Linked DNA regions of Mus musculus: all the other regions are linked to region 1. Evidence: chromatin contacts called from public Hi-C data. All regions are on one chromosome and are shown on one strand. Each heading gives the region's core, a stretch centred on a gene start, on an enhancer-like site or on the middle of the called end of the contact. The rest is flanking DNA. Distances are from core to core; before and after follow the strand shown.

The links. A called contact is a pair of places that touch in the nucleus more often than the background predicts.
Region 2: a contact with region 1 is called in a Hi-C map of the N1E-115 cell line, with 6 times the contacts expected there. The contact joins two enhancer-like sites. A contact is called at or near these places in 1 of 484 Hi-C or Micro-C datasets (the N1E-115 cell line), 1 of 115 datasets of contacts at active chromatin or transcription factors (T-cell acute lymphoblastic leukemia) and 1 of 9 other capture datasets (embryonic stem cells).
Region 3: a contact with region 1 is called in a Hi-C map of the N1E-115 cell line, with 4 times the contacts expected there. The contact joins two enhancer-like sites. A contact is called at or near these places in 2 of 484 Hi-C or Micro-C datasets (the N1E-115 cell line and liver) and 1 of 115 datasets of contacts at active chromatin or transcription factors (embryonic fibroblasts).
Region 4: a contact with region 1 is called in a Hi-C map of the N1E-115 cell line, with 6 times the contacts expected there. The contact joins two enhancer-like sites. A contact is called at or near these places in 1 of 39 promoter capture datasets (hippocampal neurons) and 2 of 484 Hi-C or Micro-C datasets (the N1E-115 cell line and olfactory sensory neurons).

Annotation. Positions count from the first base shown.
Region 1 is chr1:61,924,740-61,931,500 of GRCm38.p6, forward strand. All of the region lies in intron 2 of Pard3b (par-3 family cell polarity regulator beta), which reads left to right. Among named protein-coding and RNA genes, the nearest start is that of Pard3bos1, 63 kb to the left of the region's middle. Within about 2 kb of position 2,887, at least 19 of the 459 cell types and tissues checked have an H3K27ac peak or open chromatin away from gene starts, as enhancers often do. A contact at or near this core is called in the N1E-115 cell line, where this site is marked.
Region 2 is chr1:62,635,436-62,642,196 of GRCm38.p6, forward strand. It overlaps Pard3b (par-3 family cell polarity regulator beta), which reads left to right. Exons shown (of 23, transcript NM_001081050.2): 23 at 2,131-6,761. The coding sequence ends at 2,488. Among named protein-coding and RNA genes, the nearest start is that of Nrp2, 65 kb to the right of the region's middle. Within about 2 kb of position 3,831, at least 18 of the 459 cell types and tissues checked have an H3K27ac peak or open chromatin away from gene starts, as enhancers often do. A contact at or near this core is called in the N1E-115 cell line, where this site is marked.
Region 3 is chr1:62,545,810-62,552,570 of GRCm38.p6, forward strand. The region is part of intron 21 of Pard3b (par-3 family cell polarity regulator beta); the gene reads left to right. Among named protein-coding and RNA genes, the nearest start is that of Gm34881, 23 kb to the left of the region's middle. Within about 2 kb of position 3,357, at least 28 of the 459 cell types and tissues checked have an H3K27ac peak or open chromatin away from gene starts, as enhancers often do. A contact at or near this core is called in the N1E-115 cell line, where this site is marked.
Region 4 is chr1:62,502,964-62,509,724 of GRCm38.p6, forward strand. All of the region lies in intron 20 of Pard3b (par-3 family cell polarity regulator beta), which reads left to right. Among named protein-coding and RNA genes, the nearest start is that of Gm34881, 20 kb to the right of the region's middle. Within about 2 kb of position 2,523, at least 7 of the 459 cell types and tissues checked have an H3K27ac peak or open chromatin away from gene starts, as enhancers often do. A contact at or near this core is called in the N1E-115 cell line, where this site is marked.

The sequences.
Region 1 (6,761 bases), core at 1,637-4,136:
CCAACCATGGGGTATTTCTGCAACAGCTCCTGCTTCATCCATCACTTTCACTTTAAGAAGGTACTTCTTGGTTTTCTGGAGCTCTAGGCAGAACTCAGTGCTTAAATGTGTGAGGAGGAAGAACATTTCAGTGGGAAGAAAATGTTCAGTTTGGATCCCGCCTCACATTATGGGTCCTATTTTTAAAAAATGAGATGCTAAAAGGCAAGGAATGATGACAGGACTGACTTCTTTATTTAGAAAAAATCAACTGTCAATTAACTAATGAGTATTCTTTTTAATCAGTGTTAATTGACAAATTCCCTGCACTCACAAACTTGGTTCTTGTGTAGTTTCTTGTTGGCCTGTCCCGATTTCCCTCCTCTGTTCTATTCTCTCTGTAGGGTGTAATTCTATATTCCCCAAGTTCCGTCTGCTGGAGCTAGATGGAGCTACAAGATCTTCTGTAAATGCATACAATGCCTTCTTGTGGTGTTAGGAGACAAATGCCACTGGAAAGCCTTCTTGCCCTTTCCTTTTCAAGAGAGTGTGGACTTTTAACACAGTCATTAAAATGGACAGATAATTGCAGTTTTGTAATTATCATTTGTTTGGGAGCTGCTCAAAAAAGAAATGAAAATAAAAATTCCCCAGACCACAACAAAACCAGAAAACAGTGTTGACTTCAAACCAGGTTAAATATTTTTGTTATTAGAAGTGTAGTTATTTTTGTTCTCTTTTTCTTCTTCTTCTAAAAGTAATCTCAGACATCTTGATAACACAGCAAGTGATCAAAAAGGAACACATGGAAATTATTTCACATTCACCTGCAAAATTTTATACGTATAGATTATTACAGGTAGGTATGATTAGATCCATAATATAGTATAGAACATATATCTAACAATGTGGAAATGTATCACAATGAGAGGAAATGCTGTTATTGTTTTTGTGGATGGTTGTTTTGCTTCCCTCCCCAGCTCTGTACTGAGCCAGCTGTACAGCTTTGGTCCTTTGTCTTTCCATGCGTTAGAATCCTGTGGAATATGCCCAGACTGATGTCACCCTGTGTACTAGCTGTTGGGACAGCCGGTGAAGGTCATGTGCTGACTTTGATGAGGTCATTGTGCTCACTTTATAGGAATCTTGTAATTATGTACTGGATAAACAGGGATCTTGCACTCAGAAGACCGAGTGGATGAAGCACGGATAAGGAGCATGTATCCACAAACTGACACGCTTCAGGGTCCAGCTCTTGCTGAAGCTGCCCTGCTCCTCCTTCACACACAATTTTACTAGGCTTCATGCTTTGACTTTTTCCCTATAGAACACTTGGATGCCATTCCATCCTTGCAGCAATAAAATGCAGTTACAAGCTGTTAGACCCATTTTAGCAGACAAGGAAATGGGCTCAGAGAGCCAGGGCCCCTGGTTTGAGATCATGCAGCTAGTAAAAGGAGAAACGGGATTCCCATCTGACTCTTGGATCTGTGTTTCTATTCACTCTTCACTCTTCAGAATACCTTCCTACCTATACGCAGTGCTTTTCTCTTTCCTCTTTCAAAATTCCAATTATTTATTTGTTTGTTTACTTATTTATTTACTTGCTTGTGTGTGTATGTGTGTGGTCATGAAAGAAGACAAATTGTTGGAGTTGGTTGTCTCCTTCCACCACATTGGGCCTGGAGCTCAAACTCAGATTACCAGGTTTAGGCAGCTCGTGCCTTAACCCAGTGAGCCATTTCTCCAGCCCAGTGAGCCATTTCTCCAGCCCTCGTAATCCATTCATAAGCAGCTGGTTTATTCCAGATCCACTTTAAATCATTAAGCAGTGTGACCCTATCTGTACATTACTGTTTGCCTCAAGCAGGAGCCTTAGTCCCAATAACCATTATCCTCTGTTCCCAGTCATACTTTTTTAAATGTTGCAGAATGTTATGTCTTCTGTATTGACTTTGTCTGTGTGTGCACTGGGCTTCAAGAGGGCACATCTCCTCCTGGTGTTGCCTTCTCAATGGTCTCTTGGGGAAGTTTGATTCACAGAGAAATTCTTGATCCATTTAGAAGAGCTTCTGTTTAGCTTGGTTTGGTTTTTACCAGTGTTTGTGTGGAACCCAGCCTACATGCTAAACAAGTGCTTTACCTCCAACCCCTCACCCTCATTACCATTTGTACAAAGTTAATCACATCTTACTGGAGGTATATAAAAAGAGGATTGAGTCTGACAGTTTTAAAGTGAGATTTAAAAAGGGGGCGCCTTCTATGAGCCACAGAGCACATCTTTAGCTTGTGAACACCTCATTCACCAAGGACTCCCCTGCAGAGTGACCAGGAAAAACCTGTCCAGAGAGAATCCTCCAGGGTCTCACTGGGGGTTGAGTGACCACCTACATTGTCTTCAAAGCCCTTGACAGGATCTTCAGTTAGATTTTAGGACTACCCTTTCCCTGGCCTCCAAAGCTTTCTGAGGCCTAAAGTGAAGAGGAAAGTGCCCTCTAGCTTGGGGATAATTGCAGTGGGGCTGTTGTAAGACACTGGCTTCAGTCTCAGAGGCAGTGGGTACTTTCCTGTCTCTTGTCAGGCAGAGCTTGTAAATGGAAACTGGTACAAAGTTCATGAAATAATTACATTAAAGACATTAAATGTAGCTTCAGTCTTTTGTCTCCTGACATAGAATAACCCAGGGGACCTTTCACAGAGCCCTCTTTAAATACATAATGGTTACAACTGAATCCAGTTGGTAAATGTTGTGTGCAGCTAGTTTAAATGCAAATATTTTCTAAAAGTAGACTGTATAGAACACTTTGTGGTGAAAACCAACTTTTTCCCTTCTGCTTTTCATTGTGGAATTTGAAATGTGTTTCTGTAGATGAAGTATTTGTTGAATGAGTGAAGGGTTCTGCTTTCATGTTTGCTCTCTGTCTCCTCTCACTTAAGGTCATACTAAGCCTTAGCAAACACAGGCTTAAAGGTTAGGGCCAGGCTAGCCCATCCATCTGAGTTGCTTAGACCCTTCCCCAACCTTCAGCTTTGCCTCACGGGAGCTATTTCCTCATTTCTGGGTTGATCCTGCTCTCAAGGCCAGAGGCCTCTGGACACTCAGAGTCTGCTAGCTCTCTGTGGTTCTCCCTCACATCGTGCTCCTATTAAAATTTAAATTGTATTAAAATGTGTATTACCAGTAGAAGCCTCTGCCTGATATTGTCTGAAGACTTAACTGAAATGTACTTAATTTGCAGACCCAAATATGAAAATCAAAGCTCACTGTTACAGACATTCTGCAGAGTGAGTTTATTTAAGGAAAACAGACCACACTCAGCACTATCACCCACAATGCCAGGGTTTCCTGAAGGCTCAATCTATACTGAGTTTCTGAATTGACACAGAATAAACAGTGGTAATTTTTTTATTCCCTGAGATGCAGGGACAGCAGTAGAGCATACACTTAGTAATGGGATAACTGGAGTCCCTGTGTAGACAGAAAAGCTCCGTGCTGCCACCCATGCCTTGAAAATACTACATGTCAGTTCAGAGGCGCCAGTTAGGAGCCCTCCCCTGCAGCTTTGTTCATTTCAGTGAGAGTTACCCTGGCTACAGCAATTTAACTATGGCATGTTTGTTCTTAGAACCGGGTAACTTCCTCAGACTGAGCATATTAAATTAGTTTCAATTTCCTGCCGAAATTTATAGACAGGTTGTAAATGAAAAAGCTGCCTCTGCTCTTCATTATCACTGTGCATTATAGTTGTTTTAAATAAAAATGTTATTTACTCGCACCTACTGTCAGATATAAAACTACAGAGGCACCCATCAATGGTTCTGTTGGCACCGTAAAGAAAATGTCATGTGCCAGCACACCTGGCTCTGTGTTACAGCATAGAGTTAGTGTTGCAAGGTGACTTTGATATGTCAGAAAAGCTAATTACGCCCCATCAAAGGACTGAAGAAATTGCCTTTTTTAATGAAAAGTTTTTATAGGAGCTGACAATGATCTTAGACAAAGCAGTAAAACTTAGGTATATAATTATATAAATTCTTTAAATTCTTATTAGACTTTGTTAATTGACACGTTACTATCCACTAATACAGAAAAAATGTTGAGCATACAAGCAGAAACAGGGTAAGACTACAAAACACAGTGGAAGCTTAAATTGAGTCTCTCTATTCTTCCTTTCGAATACAGTCCCAATTTGTCCTGATAGTAATTTGTTTAAATTATAACTGTATCTGTTCTGTGTGTATGTTTATGTATGTGTGTCTACATGTGTGCCACAGCATGCATAATGAGGTCAAGACTAGCTTGTTGAAGTCAATTTTTGCCTTCAATCATCTGAAAATTGAACTCAGGTCATCATACTTGGAGGCAAACACTGAGTCATCTTTTTGTGATATTATTTATGAACATGTATGTTATTTTATAAGACTATAATAAATATTATTAAGAATTACCTCTTAATAACATATATACATAATGCAATAAAGACACATTTCTTCCAATAGAGATTTATTGCTCACATCTCTTCTCATTTCTAATATATACATATATATTATACATAAAACATATATAAAAATACATATATATATGTTTGTCTATGTGTCTATGGCATATGCATACCCATATGTGAATTAATATTTATTTTTTATGAGGAGCCATATCCAGGAGAAACATGAAGTGAGTCCTGCTGTTCGTTACACCAGGATTAAGAGCAGAACTTTTATTGTTAGCTTTGACAGAATGTATGTGATTATTAGTGATGTCTTTTTTAGAAAATTGCAAATTACAGGAATGCTACTCAGGAAGAAAGAAATGAAGCATGCAGTAGTTATTTAGGGTTTACAAGATTGACAACGATTCTCCCCCCTTGCAGAAGGTTCAGTACTTAAAGCAGAAAGCTGTAATTGTTGGTTGCTTTGGATGCCCTTAGCTATTTGGGATGTGGAAAAATGTATGCTATAAATGTTTTACTCCTATAATTGTTGTCACTTCAGAAATGGTTCAATTATAAGTGCTTTGTAGGAAAGATGCACGAAGAAGTGATTTATAGCAGCATTCTCTGATGATGGCAGTTCAGTTTTTAAGTGTAAAAATGTAAAAGAGGTGAACCCATTTTTTTGTTACTGAATGTTGCCCAGGTCCCTGAATTCCCCTGCGTCAGCATCTATGACATTGACTTAATAGGAAGCCATGACAGAAGCATCTGCAGAGTGGTTGACTGCCCGTGTGTGGAGTAAGGGTGCTTCTCTACTTAAGGACATTGGGATCAAAGAGAGCCTTTATGCAGTTGACTGGGGCAGATCCATTGGGCTGGGACTGTGGGTAAGGAAGTTGATTTCCTGTGTTACTGTTCATCTTACAGTCAGTGACACTGGGCAAACAACCTTGCCTCTTAGAGGCCTAGGCATGATGTAACCAACATCTGCATCACTTCGCTTCTATAGCTCTACCATGCCATTTAGGAAATAAGTATTAGATTGATCTCTTGTAGGTTATCTCCACAGCCATATGCTTTAATGATTTGAGAGTATAGTACAGGATTCCCTGGTAATTCTCCCAGGTTTCTATTGTATCCTTTGTCAACCTAACAAAGTTTATCAATTATCATCATTAAAAGGTTGGGGAATTGGGTTTTGGATTCAAAGCAATGTGCTTGTTATATACTTTCCTGTGCCTAATCAATTTGTGTACTTACAGCTCATAGCTTAATTGTGAAATTAGGTTTGTAGAGCCTGAATATCACTGGGCTTATGTTTTCTGCCAATGCTGGGTTGACTGGCCAACCAAAGCCACGTGCCAGACTCCCATCAGTTTGAAACAAACAGGCTCTAACTGATCACTAGTGGAATTTCTATGGAAAAGCAAGGCAGGGCTCCTTCACTTTGATTGTTTTATTAAGTGTGAAATAGCCACACATCTTTTATATTGATCCGACAAAGTGTGACTGTTCTAAGGGATGCGTTCCTTTGATGTCCTTGGATTGTGGTTCTTGAAAGGAAAAGATTTGATCTGTGATTTTCTTTTCCAGACTGCCAACTTTTAATACATGGAGATTGCTCTACCAAATGACCCTCTTTTCTGAAAGAAGCCTTGCAGTGTTTTCAGAGGGGCTGTCATTGCTCATGCAAAGAAAGGTTTGCTGGAGACTCAAAGATATATTTGTGACTTAGAGTTGTTGAGCATGTTGGATTTATCAGTTGCTTGCCATCTCTTTTTTTCCCTGGTTTCTAGCAAATTCCATGTGTGTGTATGTTGTATTACATATGACATGTGAGATTATATATGTTGTATGTGTGTATCATGTGTATAGAAAGTGAGGGCAGGAAGATGGTGGTCAAGTACATAGGCAGTTTGAATATTAGCTGAGTGTGCCAGAGGGTTGTTATCACCCAGAAAGATGCAGCTGACATGGGGTTGCACACAAATGACTTTCCCATGGACAGGATATCTGGTCTAACTACTTTAAAAAATTGCATATCCCTACAGGGAGCCCTGGCTAACTAATGCAATAATTATCTAGGAGTGGAGCCAACATCCTGTGATTATATTAGAACAAACATGCTGCAGTGTTTTGGCTGATGTATGTTTCTTTGCATCTTGATTCAATGTTTTATTAAGGAGAACGTTGGAGAAGCCTTCTAAAGAAACTCGTTGGGATCACCTGTGGTATAAGGTTAGGATGTTTCTATAACACTTTTTTCATCTTAAAACATAATTTAAAACAATTGATGTCTACTTCATACTTAAACACAGACACATATGTATTACAGGAAAATATGACTTTGAA
Region 2 (6,761 bases), core at 2,581-5,080, 710 kb after region 1:
CCTCTCTGCAGTGACTGCTGGAGAGTCACAGGGTGAGGTGCGGGTGGAACGATAACCTCCTTTCTGGCCATGCCTGCACACTGCGGAGTCAGTCGCTCAGGGTGGCTTCTATCCCGTCACCACTTGCTCTGGATCATCTCTCCACAACTTAAAAAGAGAGAGAGAAACCCCCCAAGGACTTCTGTCTTTTATAATGTTCTGTTTTAAAAGGGCAAAATCTTAAGAGAGAGACCAGGACCCTAAAAAAAGTCCAAGGCCTGGAATTTCTCCTTTCTCTCTTTCCATTTTAAACAGGAAACGTTCCCGCTTAAGAGAGTCCTGGGGGGGGGGGGGGCGTTGGTTGTATGTTCATTTTAAGGCAGATAATGTTTGTGCGTTGCAAATGTCAGTGATTTATCCTAAGGACATAAAACGAGTGCAGAGAGACCACATGTTTCACTTCATGCAGAGAAATACCTCTGGTGGCTTTTGAAAGGAAACACAGGTTAAGGATTTTTTAAAAGGATTTCTGCAATCTCCAGGTGGAGCCGGAGGAGATAGAAATGAATATAGTGGCCCAAAGAAGAGGTCTTTAATTTTTTTTCTAACAATAAAAGATAGAATGATTGCTGGAAATTTTCTAAATAAAAAATGAAATTGTCAAGGAAAGGGATGGTGAAACCTGGGTCCTTTATTTCGCAGGACCATGGTAACAGATGATTGGCGATGTATGTCTGCTCTATTTGTCATGGGCAATTTAGCATAGAGCAAAGCGGACCAAACTGAACAATAACAACCGATACTATAAATAACTTGTGTGCAAACAATTTAATTTTTTATCTGAAAACTCTCACTAACTAAATTACCCCCAGATTCATGATTCTATCATTCATTATTATACATAGCAAAATTAGGGCACACACACATGTAGATGGAGTGTTGTATTGCTCATCCTTGTGGCTGTGTTCACAAGCAGCCATCCACATGCTCCCTGAGCTCAGAGCTTGTCAAATCTTCATTGATTTGGGGAACGTTCGGGGCTGTTTTACTATCCGACTCCATAGATTACAGGGTGATTTTGACCCTCATTGACAGTGCCTGATTAACCACAGGCACAGTGTTCTTACAGCCCTGTCATTTCTTTCACGTATCCAAGCCATTGGAGAGCTCTTATTGTTTCTCTTTTAAAAAAAAAATCATAAAGAACAGAGGAATAAAGGACAGACGGATCTGGTGACATGCTGAATGGATCTGTCGAATGTGTGCACAGAAGGTCGATGGGATTTTAAGAGCTGCAAACAGAAGTCATGTGTCTCACCCCAGGCTAGCCAAGATGCCATCATCTGCACATTGTCTAGCAAAGTATTGTTTCTGTTATGGCGAGCAGATCAGGTGATTCTCGTCTTCAGCAGAAAGTTCCAGACAGGCTTGTTTTCCATTAGTGTGCGTTCTGGCCCCGGACCTTTCTGCATGCCTGCCCATTACACGGGGCAACTTGGGTTTTGCTACTGACTTTGTGGTAGACTTAATTACTTTTATCACAGTTCCAGGTGGGTAGTTTCCCAGCCCCAAGTTGAGAGGTCTTCCAGGAACAGTAGAGGGGAGGCACAGTAATGCACCCAAGGACAGCAGCCACCCAGACTTAGTCAAGGCCACCCACAGCCTTCAGTGAGCAGCACCTCTGCCATCTAGGAGGGAAATTAGTACACTTTATGAGGACTCTGACCTGTAGTATTTATGCTACCATATCTCACCCAGACTGGGGCTCTAACAGTCACAGGTTTAACTGAGCTGTGATAAAAAGCAAATATATAAAAGGATATAAGCAATATAGGAAGCTGTTTCTTCTCATGCCGCAATGTGATATAAGCAGTCCTGTTTACATAGTGCCATGTGGTGCCAAGGGCCTGAGTTCTGACAGCCTAGTTGCCCTTCCTCCACCCATGGTTTTCACCTTGACATCTAAGATGGCAAAGAAGAAGAGAGTCCTCTCTCCCAGTGTCTAAGGGTACACATCACTACTTCTAGTATACCCTTATCTAGGCTGAGGGTGTGGCCACAGCCAACTGCAGTCAAGGCAGAAGCATGCGCTCTTCAGCTGAGGGTAGCAGCTCCATAGCTCCTGACACGTATCTCTGCTTTCCTTTCTAGGGGAGGCTCAGCAGATCCCGTGGACTACCTGACAGCTTCACCCCGAGGGCGCTACAATGACAGAGAGCTTCCATACTACCCAGGGCCTCATCCTGTACATGCCCCAAGGGGGAGCTATCCCCGCCCCCCAGATCTGAGGGCAACAGATCTACGATACCCACAGTACTACCCACCCCCACCAGCCCATCAGCACAAAGGGCCCTTCAGACAAGATGTTCCTCCTTCACCACCTCAGCACCAGCGAGTACCGGTCTACCAGGAGATGGGCAGAGCAGGGCCCCGAGGGAGCAGCCCTGACCAATACCCCTATCGTAACCAGGATCCCAGGCAGAAGAATCCCATGACTGCAGCGGTATAGCTGAACATCACAGAGATCTGCCAAGCAAAGAGGACATCCAACAATAATCTTTGCCGTTGCTAGAACCTAAGGCCTTCTCTGGGCTAAGGTGTTCCGTGGTACAGAGTGGCTCTTGCTTCCTGAGGATGCGTGGCCTAACTGCTAATCAGAAGAGAAAAGAGGGACGGGGGTTTGAGGATGTAGATTCAAAATGGAAGAAGGATGCAGTCATGAAAACAGTACTTCCTGATACTTGAAAGGCTTGCAGGATTGGTTGATTCGGTGAGAATGACAACTGATTAACAATCAATGGAGCTATACTATAGTAGCCCCTGGCTGGAAAGCCAGCGCTACATACAACCCCCACCCCACCACACACACACACACACACACACACACACACACACACACACACACACATATAGTACAAGCAATAGCACAGAGGTAAAAGTCTCTCTTTGTCAGGCCCAGTCACCCATTTAGAGACTCAGCCCTATACTTTGAGGTGTGAGACCTATAGAGTGGCAGAGCAGAGAGGCTGCAGATATTCACTGAGAACAAAGCAACCGCGTACATGACTAGTGACCTCTTGGAAACGTTCGACCCAAAGGAAGACTGTATTTCCTTATTTGTAGTCTAGCCTGGGTTCCTGGTACTACTTGTTACCAGCCTTTTGCACTTCCTTGCTTTTGATATAAAAAGACAGTAATTTGAATTTGAATGCAGTATTAGTGTCCTGGGAGGATGTGAGCTGCTCAGAGCTTCCAGAAGGGCGTTCATTCCAAGAACCACAGTGAACAGATGAAGAAGGTTGATTGTCCCATGGTCCTTGCTTTCCCCCTCCTGGTCCCTGGCATGCTTGCTTGGAGATAGCTCCTTTCAGAGTCCTCCTCAAATGCCTATAATTATTTTAGACTTCCACTAAAGGGCTAAAGGATACCTATGAGTGGGGTGGGTAAACAAAACAGAGCCTGCTGGTCAGGACACACCGAGAGCAATGTCCTAGGGATGTCAGTTCCAGACCAAGTGCCAAACAGTACCCATCTGCCCCTGGAACAGCAAGTAGATGAAAGTGTGTGTGTGTGTGTGTGTGTGTGTGTGTGTGTGTGTGTGTGTGTGCACGCATGAGTGCACTCGTGCGCACGCACAAGCATGTGATTACCAGCATGGAGAAGAGAAGATAAAATCGCCTTCTGGATGTTTAATGCGGGAGGAGTCAGGCAGGGAAGTAAAGGGAGATGATGGTAAGATTAAATCAGTCTGCATCTGCTCTATCTCATTACCAAATGTCAGGGCACAGCTAAGGTCTCCACCTGATTTAAAGGAAAAGCATTCTGACGTAAGAAGCTGAAAAGCCACCCTTGCTTCCTTTGAACTTTCTTATACAGCACAGCATCTGAAGCTTCCTGTGTGACCAAGACAAGAACACGTGCACAAGACTGAGAAACAGCAAGAAACGGCCCGGCATTCTGGCTTTCTCAGCGACTGATACATACTTTAAACCTTTCACGTTCCTTCTTCACCCCTCCAAAAAAGTCTTTAGTTCAATATAGACATATTTTGGCTGAGAGTAGAATACCATTGACCAATAGGTTTTACTGAATTGTAGTGTTCTAGAAGCCATAGAGTAGCCATTTGGCCCAATTCTTTTTTCCTTTTTTAATTTGAAATACTTTTGTGGCCAGCAATGATGCAATTGCTGGTTTTCGACGTAAATAGCGTCATTTGCTGGACTTAGGAGAGATCATTATCTAAACCACAATTACTGTGGCCCTCTGAATTATAGACTGTCAAGTTGCTTTCTGTCCTCTTCCATCTCTCTTCAGCCAGCAACCTTACATCATACGTAATTTGTTCCATGGAGTGGAGGGTCCCAGGCTCTGATCAACAAGGTCTTGTGGCTGCCCTGAAGGTTCCCTGGCCACCATGCTGGAAATGGCCTTTCCTTTGAGACAAATGTTACAATGAGGGAAAAATGCAGTGCAGGAGGCCAGAGCATTAAATCAACTCATAAACCAGGAAGGTACTATGAGCCTAGAAGCCACATAGTACCACATAGTATCAGGAAGCCAAAGCAGGAAGGCTTCAAGGTGCGGGCTAGCCTGGACTATCGGGTGAGTTTGAGATCATATAATGAGACCCTGCATTTAAAAAAGAAAATTACTCTTCAGTGTGTTCTATATTTTACTCAAATTTCTGTGAAGCACTGATTTTATCCAAGGCACAAGTTTCCCCTTGCAAGGAGGCTGGGCCACTTGCAGGCTGGCAAGGGGTAGGTGACAGTGCTGTGCTGCAGAGGGGTTGGCCCTTGAGGATGGCTGCTTGGCTCACGTTTCCAGCTCCAGCATGTTCGCCCTAGGTGCACAGCACCCCTACACAAAGGCTACAGAAAAGCTTCTCCAGACCTTGGCTTTGTGTTGTACACAGTCAACACAATCGTTGCTAATCCTGAGAAGCACACAAAAGTCCAAAGGTATTATTAAAGAGAACAAAAAAAAATAGACAACAGCTTTCTGTTCTTGCTTAAAGTATAGCACTCACTGCATCTGATTCTGCCCTAAAGAACTAACATTATATCTGTGACAGAGGCTACAGCAAGCCAAGCAATGGTTAAGAAAAGCTGGGGCAGTAAGCTTTATCAATGCCTGTGTAACATCCCTCCAACTGTCTCCCCTCCAAGGCTACGAGACCATTTTCCAGGGCTCCGGGAGAGCATATGGTTATCTGGAAGTCCAGGCTATGATCAGCAGGTCCCCAGGAGAAGGGAATAGCTACCAGTATATTTACAGCCTTGGGAAAACTCACTAGGGTATCTCTCTGTAGCTGGGAGCTCTATAACAGAGAAAGGGTTTTTAACAGGAGCTACAAACGTGCTGCCGGGCCATCCAGCCTCGTGGGCCCTCTCCTCGCCACCTCCTCCACCCCCTTTTTGTATAGCTAGAAAGGTATGAGAGAGGAAACTCACTGAAAACCCTTTACTCTAAAGAATTCAGCCTTCCTCACGAGAGAGAACGCTGCCTCACTGGTCCACCACGCACCTGGACTGAGGCATGATCCCAGTGGGCTTAACACTGTTTCCCCACAGGGCCAAGTCAGCAGACAAACAAAGGAACCTTTCCTTCAATCATTATTTCATAGCAAACAAAGCTGAGAGGAAAAAAATAAACCCGAAACTCATTATTCTTCAACTTTCAGAACATCTATGTGGAACCCACAGGGCCACATGGAGCAAAAGGCTGATGAATTCAATAGCATTGTAGAGAAGCGGAGCCTTGGAGGCTTTGTGGAGCCTCATTTCTGCTACCAACAGAATAAAATTAAAATAAGACCCACTGCCTTGATTTTTTTTTTCCTTTTAAAGCTAAACCTACCTTGTGAAGGAAATCCTCCTGCAACTTCAGGAAGATCAGAGAGCTGATTTCTCTGTTCCCTGGTCCACAGAGAGACCAAACCTAAAAAGAGTGATTACTTTTCCCCTCACTGGAAATCACCTGCATTTGTTTTCGTTTGTTTTCTGTTTAGTGTTTGAGCAATGTTATAGAATTTCAGGCCCGTGGAAGGAATTGGAAAGTGGTTGATACAGGAATGTGTGTCTGAGAATTCCCATCAGCACTGAACACTGAGATCCACTGTGAGCAGCTTTCAAACTGGCGTTAAATTGGGTAGACGTCCCAGTGCTTCCTGGGTCCATGTGAACAGAAAGTCCAAGTTTAATGCAATTAGGCAGGAGGGTGTTCCATTCAGAAAAGTCCATAATAGTGTTCCTCTGCTGCCTCAGTTCATGCCAACTTAGGGTGGAAACAAGGCTACAGTGAGACAGAAAATTCTTCATAAGATATCCCTACAGAGTCACCTTTCCGATAGAAAGGAGGAAAAATAGAGATCTAAAATAAGCCAGGACTCTCACATGCAACTGTGGCTTCCAGGTGCAACTCTTTCTTCCTCCTTTCCTTAAATAGCCATGCAGTCGCCCACAGCCTGGCTTTTAAAAGTTGGGGTTGGCTACTAAGCTCAGATTGAGAAGTGAACCATTCCCACAGACTCTTTGAGCCCATCTCTTGATCTGCTCTTCAGAAAGTGTTCCGTTCCATCTGCAAAGCTATTTACTACTGGAACATAAAACAAAACCTGTTGTTTATACCCTCGCTTTCTCTCGTCTTTCCTGTTCTTTTATGATTACCAAGTCATCTGTTCATATGTTCTAAAGATAAATTATGTGAAATCATACTTTGGCATATGGGGACGGAGAGTGAATTCTTTACAAACTTTTTAAAGATAATCCCGTTTATATCAC
Region 3 (6,761 bases), core at 2,107-4,606, 620 kb after region 1:
GAGAGCGCTGAATAATCACAATTAGTTAACTAACACTTCTATTGTGAAAAATGGAAACCTGATTTCAGTTGCTTAAGCAAAACAGGAAACTGCTGCCCGAAGTCATTATTGCTGTTCTCTGATGTGGCTGCATCTAGCTCCTCCAGACTGGCCACTGGGAGTTTCTCTCTCTTTCTTTTGGCTTCATAGTTCTCTCTGTAGGCACCATTTTCAGGAACAGATAGTGGCAACAAAGTTGTCAGCACCTCCAACTCATCAGCTCTGTGGAAAGTCTCACCCCAGCAGACCCCAGAATGTCCTAAAAATGGTATTCAGTTCAGTAGTCATAGCTAGATTGGCTCAGCCTGAGCTGTCCTCAAAGCCAGACTATTCAGACTAAGCAAGAACAAGGTTAGAAGGCAGAACCAAAAGGTGGAACCAAGCCCACCTAAAGTCCATAATAAGTAAGTTTGGGTAAAATAACCCCAAGAGAAATTGAGGTACCATTAACAGAAGGGAATGGATGTTGACTACAATCAGGGGTTAGCTAAAATAACTTTAAATTCTAATTATATAAACTTTACTATCTTACATTTTAAAGGATCTAATGTATTTTTCCTGTTTATAACTAGAGAGCATGAGGCCATCAGCAACCCCAAATTTGCTGTTCTTCTTTGCTACATAAAAAGAAAAGGATGCTTTCTTTTGTCTACTAATCTTGTACCTTTGATCTATCCAAGGACTCAAACAATATTTCTGAGCTATTCGTCTGAAATTACCAGACTTGTGGCTTTATAATTACCTGAAGAATGTGACATTTTGGTTAACCTTAAATCTAAGAGTTAAATCTAAGAAGCAATAGAATCCTTTGAAATAACTAAGCATGCGTGCTTTCTTTACACAGGGTTGCTCATATGTCTTTATAACTGCACTGGCTACTTTTATGTCAGCTTGACATGAGCTGGAGTCATTTTTGAAGGAGGAACTTTAACTAAGAAAATGTCCCTACCAGATTAGTCTATGGGAAACCCTGGGGTGGATTTTCTTGGAAAATGACTAATGTTCGAGGGCCTAGCTCACTATGTACAGTGCCCCCAACCGAGGCTGGTTGTTCTAGGTGCTATGAGAAAGCAGTCTGAACAGCCATTAGGAGCAAACAGGTAAATAGGTTTTCTCTACAGCTTCGGCTTCAGTTCCCACCTCCAGGCTCCTGCCTTGAGTTCCAGCCCTGACTTCCCCCACCAATGGACTGTTACATAGGAGTATAAAAAGTTCCTTTTGGTCATGGTGTTTTTTTTTTTTTTAATTAGATATTTTCTTTATTTACATTTCAAATGCTATCCTGAAAGTTCCCTATACCCTCCCCTGGCCCTGCTTCCCTACCCACTCACTCCCACTTCTTGGCCCTGTACTGAGGCATATAAAGTTTGCAATACCAAGGGGCCTCTCTTCCCAATGATGGCCAACTAGGCCATCTTCTGCTACATATGCAGTTAGAGATACGAGCTCTGGGGATACTGGTTAGTTCATATTGTTGTTCCACCTAAAGGGTTGCAGACCCCTTCAGTTCCTTGGGTGCTTTCTGTAGCTTCTCTATTGGGGGCCCTGTGTTCCATCCTAAAGATGACTGTGAGCATCCACCCTGACTAAGACAATAACATACTCATTTTTGAGAAGCATATATTCCTTTAAAATCTTGAAGCCATAAAATGGAATAAAAAAAAGCCGTTAACATTATGTATACAGAAAGAGCTAGCTTTTTGTCACCACTACAAAATACCTAAAATGACTAACTTTCGAAAATAGAAGGGTCACCTGGGCTCACAGAACTGAATTACAGTTTCACCCATAATCTGTGTGGCCCATCGTTCTAAGCCTGTGGTGAGCTACCACATCATGGCAGACAATGGGTAGGACAGCAAAATGGCTTAATACATGGCCAGGAAACCAAAGGGAAGGATCAGTGCCTTGACTACCTCAGTACATACCAGAGGCCCAACCACAGTAACCAAAGAACCGCCAGTCAGGCCCCCACCTCTCAAAGGTTCTGCACTTCCCCCTGAGCATCACCCTAACATAGGGGTTTTATGGGACAGTAGAGATTCAAGTTCCTTTCAGGGAGTATGCATTATCTGCTTGGTGAATTGGCTCCCTGGGGCTCCACGCACAGTTCCCACCCCAATGGTGGACTGTGTCCGCAGATCACTGTTCCGCTCAGAGCCCAAAACAACTGCACTGAAAAATATAAATGATGTCAAAGCAAGGAGAAGGAGGGGACCTACTGCACTCATGAGTTAAGTGGCTTTGGCGAGACCTGAAGCTTGATTGAACTAGTCACTGGCAAAACATGAAATGCCAGTTTAATGGCAGGAACTTGCTCACCTGGGTTTCAAGAAGAGATGGAATTGCAGAGGAAAGGAAGTAAAAGCAATTGAGGGTTTTTGTGGTTGGTGGTGGTGGCTTTAGCCCTTTATGTTTCTATGTTGCTTTCACAGGAATACACTGCCGTGCACGCTGTATGGGGGTGAAGCTGGGATATATAACATGTGAGTGAATCTCCAGCTTTTAAACCATAGCATCAATCATCTTGAAAGGAGGCAACATGTTTACAGGCAATCCCCAACACAGAAATAAACTGTGTTGCCGAGACTCGTTTAGAAGTTGGCAATTTAGAAGGAGACATGGATTTCCCATGGGAGTAGGGGAAAGATTGGTTGTGGGGCTTCCCAAACCAGCATCCAAATTTCCACTGAAACTCAGTAACATTGTGCTAATCACAGTGCCATTGGCTGGAGCAGCAGTAGGGACCTCCAGAGTCAGAGGAAGAAAAGGACATTTTCTTCCTCCTTTCCTGGACACATCCATGTTTGGCATATTCTTCTGGCCCTGCCTGTAAATGTCTCCCTTGACCTTTAATTGTCCCTGACTTCCTCTATCATGGCTCCCCACTGAAGCTTCACTTTTCCTTCCAAAGTCCAGTGCTCAAATTTACCTCAGCCCCACCCCAGGAAGTTATCATTTTGTCAGCGTTTGCCCCCAGAAGTCCATTTTGACCCATCAGGTGTGTAGAGGAAGTATAGGAGGGAGGATTAGGAGACTGACTGGAACAAGCCACTCCCACAATGGACTGCTCGGTCTGTTCCCTGTCACTCTGTCACCTCTCTGCCAGCCTGTGCTTTCCCCCTGAGACTTCTCCTTGTATGTAGGGCCCATGTTTTGTCACATGGCCCTGTCTGACCGGCTTCCTGTGATCAGTGATCTGATTCTGAAAATGGAACTGATTTCTTCAGTAAACTGCTCCTCACATCCTCCAAGGGAAGCCCTTTGTTCTATATCTGCTTGCTGGATCCCATAACACCAGTTATTCTAACAGGGGCCATGACTCATCAGCCCTGCCTGACCATCTGCTCTGGAAGCCAGATACCCTAAACCGCTCTGTCCACTCATCCTGTCTTTCTAACACAGAAATGGTGAGAATTGCTTGAGCAGTGCTGATTAGAAACATAACAGGCAAGCAGAGCATTTAATCGTAAATAGATCAGGATCATAAGTGATTGCCCGAGTATGTGTCAAGGTTACGCCAACTACTAACTGGGAAAGTGTGGGCCATTTCTGTCTCCTTTAACAATCTGCTGATGGTGCTGTTTCATGTAAGTATGGGATCACGTATATGATTGCACGGGAAGCACTTAGAGTGGTCTCTGACATTGTAGGAAGTGTTCCATAAATGTTTCCAATGGTTTACAGGCCAACGTGTTTAGACGCCATTTATTCCACTGGCTAGACAACCATGTCTCCTTAGTCATTATCTTCCGTCTTTAACCTCTGCTCATTCTGGAGTTCTGGGTCACTATACAGTGCACACTGCATCGTGGGAGGCCCTCCAGCCACTCTCACTGTGCTACCTTGGAGAGACACATGATGACTTCAGGAGGCGACTGTCAGCTTGGTTAGTAAGCAGTATTTTGGCAAATTCCATTGCTCCAAAGGTCAATATCTATTTTCCTCTCTCCCACACATATACTTTTCTTCCTAAGGACTATGCCTTTCATCTTTGACCCTAGGGCACCCCTAATCTCTTTAACGAGCTTATGCAAAAATCAAAGGCCAGCAGAAAGTTGACTTCAAGTAGCTTCTGCTTTCAGCTCTGCAAAAACCCCAAAGCAAAGAAATATCAACTGCAGGCCGACCAAAGAGTGAGGGTGCAAACCAAAGAGATACATACAGATTATTGCTTAATGAATTAAACAATACCAGATTATTGATAACAATGACATCGTTTATTCAATGCCTACTCAACCTAGTTTTGTACAGCATATCTCAAACAAAGATGCTGTGATGTAGACATCTTTAACGCTATTGTATAAATGATTAAACTAAGACTTTGCTCCATCACCACACAATCATTGACCAAGCTGATTTTCAAATGTGGGCTAACTCCCAGAGCAAAGAGATGAAAAGGAGAGTCCAGCCCCTGGCAGCTCTTTAGATACTTTTTATGTAAGGGGCAGGGAGAAAGGGAAAGATTTCCTGTTTCCCCTGTCTTTAAGCACTCATATTTAAACACTGTCAAAACTGTTTCTCTTCCTCTGCTGAACGACTCTTCATCATTCCTAGTTTGCTTTGGAACCCAACAGGACTGAACCAAAACCCACGTTTGGTATTATTTTTTCAGTTCCCTTTAAAAGTCTAAACGAAATCATTCTTTTTATGTTGTAATCAAATAAGTTAGCCATCTCCGGGCTCTAACCCAAACCTAAATAGAGAAAAAAGCAGAAAAATGAAAGCTCAGAACCACATTATTTTTCCATAATATGTCAAAAAAAAAAAAAAACCCTCTATGCTACACTTACACTCAAGTGAAAAAAGAACCCTTTCTGCCTCTAATGAGCAATTAATTCCAGTTCAGGATGTCGAGTTTAGAAGAAGTTAAGTTCCCCCAAACCACAACCGTTTGTGTTGGATCATGCTGAAAACCCAAAATTCCAACTTCTCAATAATAACATTCTTTTCTTCTACTGCAATGGGAGAAATGACCATTTTATGTAATATAGGAGGGACCATAGCAGAAACTCCTATGAATTCCAGATTGCCTAAACAGTCCTCAAAGCTGTTTAAAATCAGTTGGATGTGTTTTGTTTTAACAGAACTGAAAAGGCCTAAAATAAACTTTGGGTACTAAATTAAAAGGAGAAGATGATGTTTAGAGTAAAAGATATGAAAATCCATCTAACTGGTGTTTGCAGCCCTTCAAGTTGACAGCAGTGCAGAACTTGTAGGTCATGGCGTCTTCCTAACTATAAGTCACTTGGGTCACAACCGTGGCCATCTTGTAATTTCTTTAAAAAAAAAAAAAAAAAAAAAAAAAAACGTTGGCGTCATAACCATTCTGAAGTTTTACAACATTTGGTTCTTATTTAATATCAACTATTCTGATGTTATGGTGGGAAAAAGAAAATTTATAGAAAGCCTGCCTTTTGGATTCATAGGAAAGATACGGAATCAGAGAAAACCCTGAAGTGATGGCCGTGGGTATCACAGCCAATGCCATGGCTAAGGCAATTGCCATTCCCCCCAGTGACTATGGTGACTTTTGAATAAAGCTGTGATACACATCAGCATCTGTGACTTTACAGCTCTCCCAGGTCTCTCATCCAACACTGTTTCATTGTGAGCCTTGAAATCACAATGCTAATTTTGTTTATGAAAACATACAGAAGTTAGTACCACTGAATTATACAGCTAGGCTGACATGTCACCCTTCCCATTCATTCTAGGGAAGGATCCTAAAGGACAGGGTATGATGTGGTGACTACAGGTCACTGAGGAATTATTCCCTTTCCGACTTTCAAGACTGAGGGAAAGTCTGTGAATCACTTTTCAAATGATTTAGCTGCTCTGTGTCATCTCTGACTCACTTGGCTCCCTGACTCAGGCAGCAAAACTGGAGCAGCACATGTGCAAAACATGCGTCTTGCAGTTCTTCAATCCTTTGTTGGTTATTCGGGTTATTCGCCCAATGAATACTGAGTGATGTATGAATGCCTATGAAAACGTACATTGTGCCCAACAACTACAGCATCCAAACTCTCCAAAAGCGATGAAAGATTCATATTTTCTCTCTCTCGCTCTCGCTTTCACTCTCCCTCCCTCCCTCCCTCCCTCTGCCTCTCTCTCTGTCCCTCTCTCTCTTCCCCTCCTTCTCTTCCCTTCCCCTTCCCTCCCCCTCTCTTTTCCCTCTCTCCCTCTCTCCCTCTTTCCCTCTTTCCCCCTCTCCCCTCTGTCTCTCTGCTCTCCCCTTCTCTCTCTATCTTTCCCCCTCTCTCTCCCTCCCCCCTCATATGTATGTGTCTGTGTCTATGTTTCAGTCTATGTGTATGTGTGATGTATATGCACATAAACATATTTACGCTTTGGAATTTCCCCCTCAGAGAAACAGTAGGAAATGTTGCGTGAGAAAGATATTTTCCTTCATGATCTGATGTCTTTTCTCTAATGAACCTTCTGGCTCACCCTGTAATAATGGATACCCCCAAACCATGTGAAGACATCTCCGTTTTTCAGTTATACTCCCCTATCATCAGTAATTGCCAGAGTCCCAGATTGTTTGTGAATAGCAAATCTCATTTAGTTCCTTAGATCTACCAGTTAGTTCTTTCTCTTTCATCTATTCAGTTGCAGACCCAGCTTCCTGTTTTCTGAAAAATTCCCTTTACAGTAATTTCCAAGTTTAAATGGTCAGGCAGCCCATAGGCATCAATGTTCTATATCTGTGTGTGGTT
Region 4 (6,761 bases), core at 1,273-3,772, 580 kb after region 1:
GCTCCTCGATAGTCCCCCACCCTCACCCCACCCCCAATTCCCACACCTCACCTCCACCCTCACCCGGAAACATAGACTTACACATAAATAAAAAATAAAAGAGAAGGAATTCATTTGGGAGTACTCAACTGAGGCAAGGGACAGTTCTATTTGTGTCATCACTGGATAGCCCGAATGGCCATGGCCCAGCCAGACACTGTTTGGAGACCTTTGAAAAGGGAGAATAATGTGAGTTAACATTTCGCTGCACATTAATTCTTTATAAAAAATAAAGCTGTAGTTTAATTTTAAATGCTAATATGCATATGGTTAATTAAGAAGCCAAAATTGGCTATAAGCTTGGTGAGCGCTAGGAGCGGGGGAGCGAGATCATTACACTTCTGCTCATGGTTAGCTATTTGTGAACCAGCTGATAATGTGCAGAATTAAGATTTCGTAAGTGGCATTTTAAATGAATGGTTAATGGCTGAAGATTAATTAAACAGTCAGAGTTACTGAAGAAAAGCTGTTAAAAAATTATGTTTATAGGCCAGTCACTTGCACACTGAAACAGAAGTCCTGATAGCGATAGCCTTTGTGTGTACCAAGAACATTTTAAAGAAGTGGACTTCATCAGGAGAGAAGCCCAGCTTGGCAGAGCTGTGGCAGTTGCCTCAGGGATAGTCCTTTGGAGGAAAAGCTGCTGTGTAGGAAAATAGACTAGAAAGTGTTTTTATGGAAGGAGTCTTCACTGAAACCTCCGTGGCAGGTAACCAGGCATATTTTATTTCCTACCTGCATGCTGCACATGCTGAGTTAGAGTAGGCAGAACCCATGGGATCTATAAGAAGACTCTATGATGCTGGGAACAGACACGGAATTGCCCTGTATTGTTTTCAGCCCAAGCTGGTCCTTCTTAAGTCTCCAGCTCTTGGTGCTGGGAACATGGGTTTTATGTGTCTGGCTCTACCCTAGGCTGATTCACTGGGGATCCATTTTCCTTTGTATTCAGTGCTATGCTGTGCTCATAGAAGATGCTGTAAAAAATATTTTTTTAAAAATTACTTGCCATAGCTTAACTCAATAAATATTGGACAAATGAATAATGAGTTACTTAGGGGTTGGTGATTAGGACATCAAAGGCTCCTTTAAATACTCCTCCATCCATCCAGCAAACGAAGTATCCTGTACTGACCCATTAGTGCCTCCTGTGCAATGTCTGTGTCCCAGCCTCAGAGGCAACACAGCCTAGTGGGGGAGAGGCAGAAATATAAATGTGTAAATCCCAGTGGTGGCAAATATAACTGCAGGCAGCCAGGGGGTGGAATGAGAAATCGATCTCAGGGTGGGAGAATCCAATGTCTACTTGCCTCTAAACTGCAAGGATGTTGGTTCTGCCCAAGGACAAAGCATTAGCATTAACGTATACTGAACTTTTACATTTCGTTCAGGCCAGTTCCCTGTTTCTAAGCATCAAACCCAAATCACCCAGCCCAGGCAGCTAATTGTGTCCTGTTCAAAAGTTTCCCAGAGTTGGAAATCCTGGGTCTTCCCCCAACAGAGCCTGTACCAGAGTTTAACTCCCTCCTAGCTAAGAAGTTGATTGGTTTCCATTTCTACAACCATTTTTGGGTTTGTTCAACCAGTGAAAGACCCATGAGGCATGAAACCACCCAAAAGCCAGGAGCCATGGACAAGGCCACACCTGTCTGCTCTGGGTTCAACATGTCTGACTTACAGTTTTTTCCTTCCACCGTGTGGGTCCCAGAAATTAAACTCGGGTCCTCACGCTTGCTCACAAGCACCTTTGCTGGCTAAACCTAGACATGCAAATGAGGAAGGTGGGATGCAGAGGGTGGGGGCTACCCCAGTGTCATAGGCAGACCAGACTCTACCCAGTTATACCAACTTCAGAGCCTCAACACTTAACTACTGTACCATGTGGACTTTTGAGTTCTTTTGAAAAATTATTTTTCTTTTCTAAAATTCCATCTTATTATCTGGAATCTTTTCTTCTCGGTGTATAAAGAGCCCCTCCCCCCGGGGGAAAAACCACACAGACACACAAAAAACCCTTTCCTTGTGTAAAGTAATAGCCCTCTGCTGCATAATATCCCCCAGGTCAGCTCTTGCTACAATTATGGGCAGCTGAGTGGCAAATACATCCTGCTTTCAGAGATGCAGTCGAGGTTCACTTTAGAAAAACGGATAATTCAAAGCTTTTCCATTCTCGTAAAAATAGAATGATGCAAAAGGAAAGAAAATAGGTACTTCTTAGAGAAAGGAAGCCTGCCCCCTCGAAGGCTGGGAGCAAACCCTCCTGTCTGCCAATCCCAGAAGCATCTGGGGAGGGTGATGTCCAATAATTGCAGCTAAAAGCTGCATTAATTGACCAGTGACAGTTGAAAGATGCCTCCAGCCAGCATCCCTGCACCCCATGCTCTTTCCATGAGCCAAGAGGGGGGCAGAAGGTGGTGGGCCTCCGTGGGGTTTTCCACACAGAACCTGAGCAGCTAGAACAAGGAAGTCTGCTTCTGAGGAGGGCGCTTAGCTGCCCGGTGAGCTTCTCTTTTCCACCGGATGGATACAGACCACCTGGGGATTGTTTGCGGGAGAGAGACTGTGATTCCAGGCCTGCCCGAGTTCTGCGTGTCTAATAAACACCAGGTGACATTGCTGCCCGGGGTTCCAACCAATGTAAGGCAAACCTTAGCTGATACAGATTTTCAAAACCAGTCAAAATAAATATGCAGCAAATTTAGTTCTAATCTTCCAAGTGTCAGCTGTCATTCCCTCCTGTCAAGGAGATGGCGAGCAACCTCATTTCAGTACAAACTCCGATGTTCCTGAGGCTGGCGGTGCTGCTTCCTGAAAGGGCAGGTGGGCGAGCCTTCTCTTGCCATGTTTGTATTTACTGTTGGCATCTGTGTGTGTGTCTACACTGACCCGAGGCTGCATCGAGAAGGCTCTTGCACCTCAGCAACATGCTCTGTCTCCACAGTTGGACGGGTATAGATTTGAATTTCTTTCCCAAACCTCTAGAAGCCTTCCCAGAGAAGTTTTATCAATAGAATGCATCTCTTTTTTCCATCACACCCCATTCAAATGAAACTCGCTGGCTCTGTTTAGCATCATTTGATTTAGCATTACCTTAGAATAATGCACTTTGCCCTAATTTTGTGACTTGGTGTTATTTTTAAGTAAATGCTAACTCAACTTCTCCAATAAACAGTATCATTCTCTTATATTTTTGGTTGTGAGCCTAACCTTTAATGGCTGAGCTATCTCTCCAGCCCAAATAGTATCATTCTCATTGACTTACATTCGAAATAATCTCAGGGCCTCTGTCTAAGCTATTCGTTTTCCATAGGTTTCATTAAATGCCAATGTTGTGGATTGAAATATTTGGTTCCTTCTTAAGCAGCAACAAAACACCACCACTAAAACCATTGGTTACCCAATGAGAAGAGAGCGCATGATGCTTTTGGTGTTTTGTTTTTCTTTTGTGTGGCTGAGATTGCAGATCAGTGTATTGATTATCACCACTGAATTACAATTAGTGAGACTTCCTTCTGTGGATGAAACATTCAAATTCTAAATCACAGCCACTCCACTCAGACTGTGAGGTTGTCTGCCCTCAGATCAGGCCTCACTTGAAATACAACAGAAACCACATTTGTAATTTAACATTTTAATACTCTCTCTTTTAAAAAAAAAAGCTGAGTAATTTTTGATATATTTAATCTAAACCAATATGTTTTCAAGATATATGCAAAACTGTTTCAAGACTATGTTACATTCATTTTTACATATTTACATGTTGGGTTCACAAAACCTAGTGTATGTTTTAGACCTATATAACATCTAAGGACTCATTCTGATTCCAGGAAGCAGGTAATTGCCAGCCCTACCATGTCCCTTTAAGAAGAAGTGCCCCCACCTCAAGTGCCAGCCACTGCACAGAGAGGCAACCTAAAATGGGCTGAACTACCACAGGCCCAGGTCTGATTTTATCCCAGCTGGATCTTTGCTTTGCTGGTGTGTGTGTGTGTGTGTGTGTGTGTGTGTGTGTGTGAGAGAGAGAGAGAGAGAGAGAGAGAGAGAGAGAGAGAGAGAGAATAGAGGATCTAGCTTTTCCTTGCTTGGGACACAGGAAAAAGGATGGTCTTTCCAGGACGAAGTACATGCAAATCTCTGCATCTGAAGGCATGATAGCTATGTGCATACATCACAAGTGACTAATTACAACAGTAGAATACAAACGTGATTCTCATTTAGCTGGAGACCTCTCTCTCCTTAGCAGTAGATAATCCATCCTTCTGTAGAGAGGGAGGTGCCATGTGTAGACTTTTCTTTTTTCCATATATCTAGATCCTAGTAAATTGATCACCTTCTCAAGATGTGCAGAAGTTAAAAAACAAACAGACACAGAATTCACTTTCCTAGGGTTGAGTTTATTTTTCCATATTATTACTGTTGTTTTATGTAGGAAGCATCACCATATGAAACACCAGGGAGGCAAGGTGGACTTGAGATTCCTGTCTCCCTATCTGCTTATAAGGACCAGGGTTGAAAGTAGTTAATGCTCTCTGTGTGTGCATTCCAGAGAGCATGAGTTAGCTCTCGCTCTTGGGTCTAATGTTCTCCTGAAGGCTTTTCTGGTCCACTGTGCTTTCCCTTGGCCAGGCTGAATGAATCTGGGCTGGGTTCCTTCCATTTGATCACTACAATGATTGCAGTAGGGAATATAACCCATTTCCTGCATGAAATTCTTCGTTAAAATGCTTCTCAAAGTATATTTCTCCTCGTTCTTATGCTCAAACTCCTGCTAGTCTCTCAATTTATTATGATGTCAACTTTTGCAGTACAACTCAAGACTGTTGCCCTTATACATTCCACGGTGCCATGTTTTCCCTGTGTCTGTTCTCTGTGGGTTGGGTCCTCATGTTACTCAGGGCCTGGTTCTGATGTGCTACCCATCTGGGATGGTAATGGTGACTTCAACCAAATAAGGATCGTGATGAATAGAATCAACGGTTACTTGCCTCTGCTCAGATTTCCCAGCAAGCACTGTACCTTACTTCTGGTCCTAGTACAATTCTTAAATTAGATATTCAATAACTCAATATATTGGGTGGAAGAGAAGCCAAACAACTCCACTCTTAGCTGCACGAACGTCAAGCTGTTACCCCCTGCTGCCTTTAAACTAGCCATTTCCTCCCAGCTAACCTAATTTCTTGCCAGTTGCCTGGGCTCTCATTTGCTTATTCTTTATGTCAGTAATCCCAGGGGTTAGTTACTCTTAATTCTCAGTATTGAAGCAAAATATCCCATTCCTATTCTGCCAGAAAACACTTCCTATCCAAGTTCTTCTAGATAAAGGACTTCCCGAGGTCACAGCAGGCAACAGTTCCTCCATCAAAGCTGTGCTTCAAAAGCCTCCTAAGGAATAAAGGTAGTATTTAACTGTTCAAAAGCTACACTCAGTCAGGTCTGATGATGCATCAAAAGAAAGTGCTTCTCTTAGCAACTGTATCTCCTAGATCTTATTCCCACACTTTGTATTTGTTACTAATTCCAGCTAACCATCTCAAAGCAACCACCTCTACTTTCAAGAGAATTTGGATTTGCTGTAAGCATTAAGCATAGTGCCCTTTAGATTTTTCTATAGTCTGCTTTCTTCATTTTAAAGTTTTGACCATCACTTGCTCTTCTGCAGCATCTGGGCCCATATCTATAATTTCCAAGGATCACTGAGCTTCGAGTGCCATGCCTTTCAGCTCTCAGCATCCTGGATGTCATGTGGAAGCCCCAGAGACACAGATGGCTTTAAAGTGCATTGGGCTGTGTATTTTTCCTTCTCTCACTATTCTTTCCTGCCTCTCTTCTGTCTTCCCTTGACAGAGATGTCAGATGAGTCACTTAATGTATCTCTGCATCTTCCCTTGTCTACAAAGACAGAGGGGTGTGACTAAGTGATCCCAGAATTTCTTCCAGCTCCAAAATTATATGGTTCTACAATTCTTTAATGGAAGCAAAATACAAGTTCAGGTTGCTCTGCCTTTCCTCTGGCGCTCTATGGTGTCAAAGCATCCCTGCCCAGCAGTGGCCTATCCTCCCTCCCTTCTCTTCAAAGTACCTTCAACTTGGTTTTTTCAGTGGATGTTTAATGTCATTGCCATCTCCAGTGAGCTTCACTTTTATGACTCTCTTCACACCTCTGTGCTGATCTCTTTGAGAACTCTAGTGTCCATGTGTTCACACCAAAATTACCTGCGCTCACCCCAGCAGGTGACTTTATCCCTCACCTTAGCTGTCTAAAATTAGGACATTTGCCCGAAAATCTCCACAAATTCATACATGAAAATATCTTTCATTTACTTCTGTCATCTTCTCTGTGTGGCATGAAACCTGGATGATAAGATTTCTCTGAAGCTTCAGGAGATGTGTATGTGCATATATGTGTACAGATACATGCATGGTTTTGGCTGTGATTTTGTGCCTTATTCTAATTAATATCAGAAGTTACACTAATATGTATTTCATTTGCTTTTAGGGAAATGTATTTTTTTAAAAAAAAACAGATTAAAGGACAGTCCTTTCATGTGATAGTAAATGTCAAAACCTATCAAGTAAAGACATGAATTGTGAAATAAAGAAATATAGACATCTTTGTGGCTATTTTCAGGGAAGCCCTATTCCCCTCCCAGGCCCTCCAGTCTAGAACCTGGTGAGCATCTATTAAAATATAATGAAGTTTCAGACAGACATGTCCCCTGCCC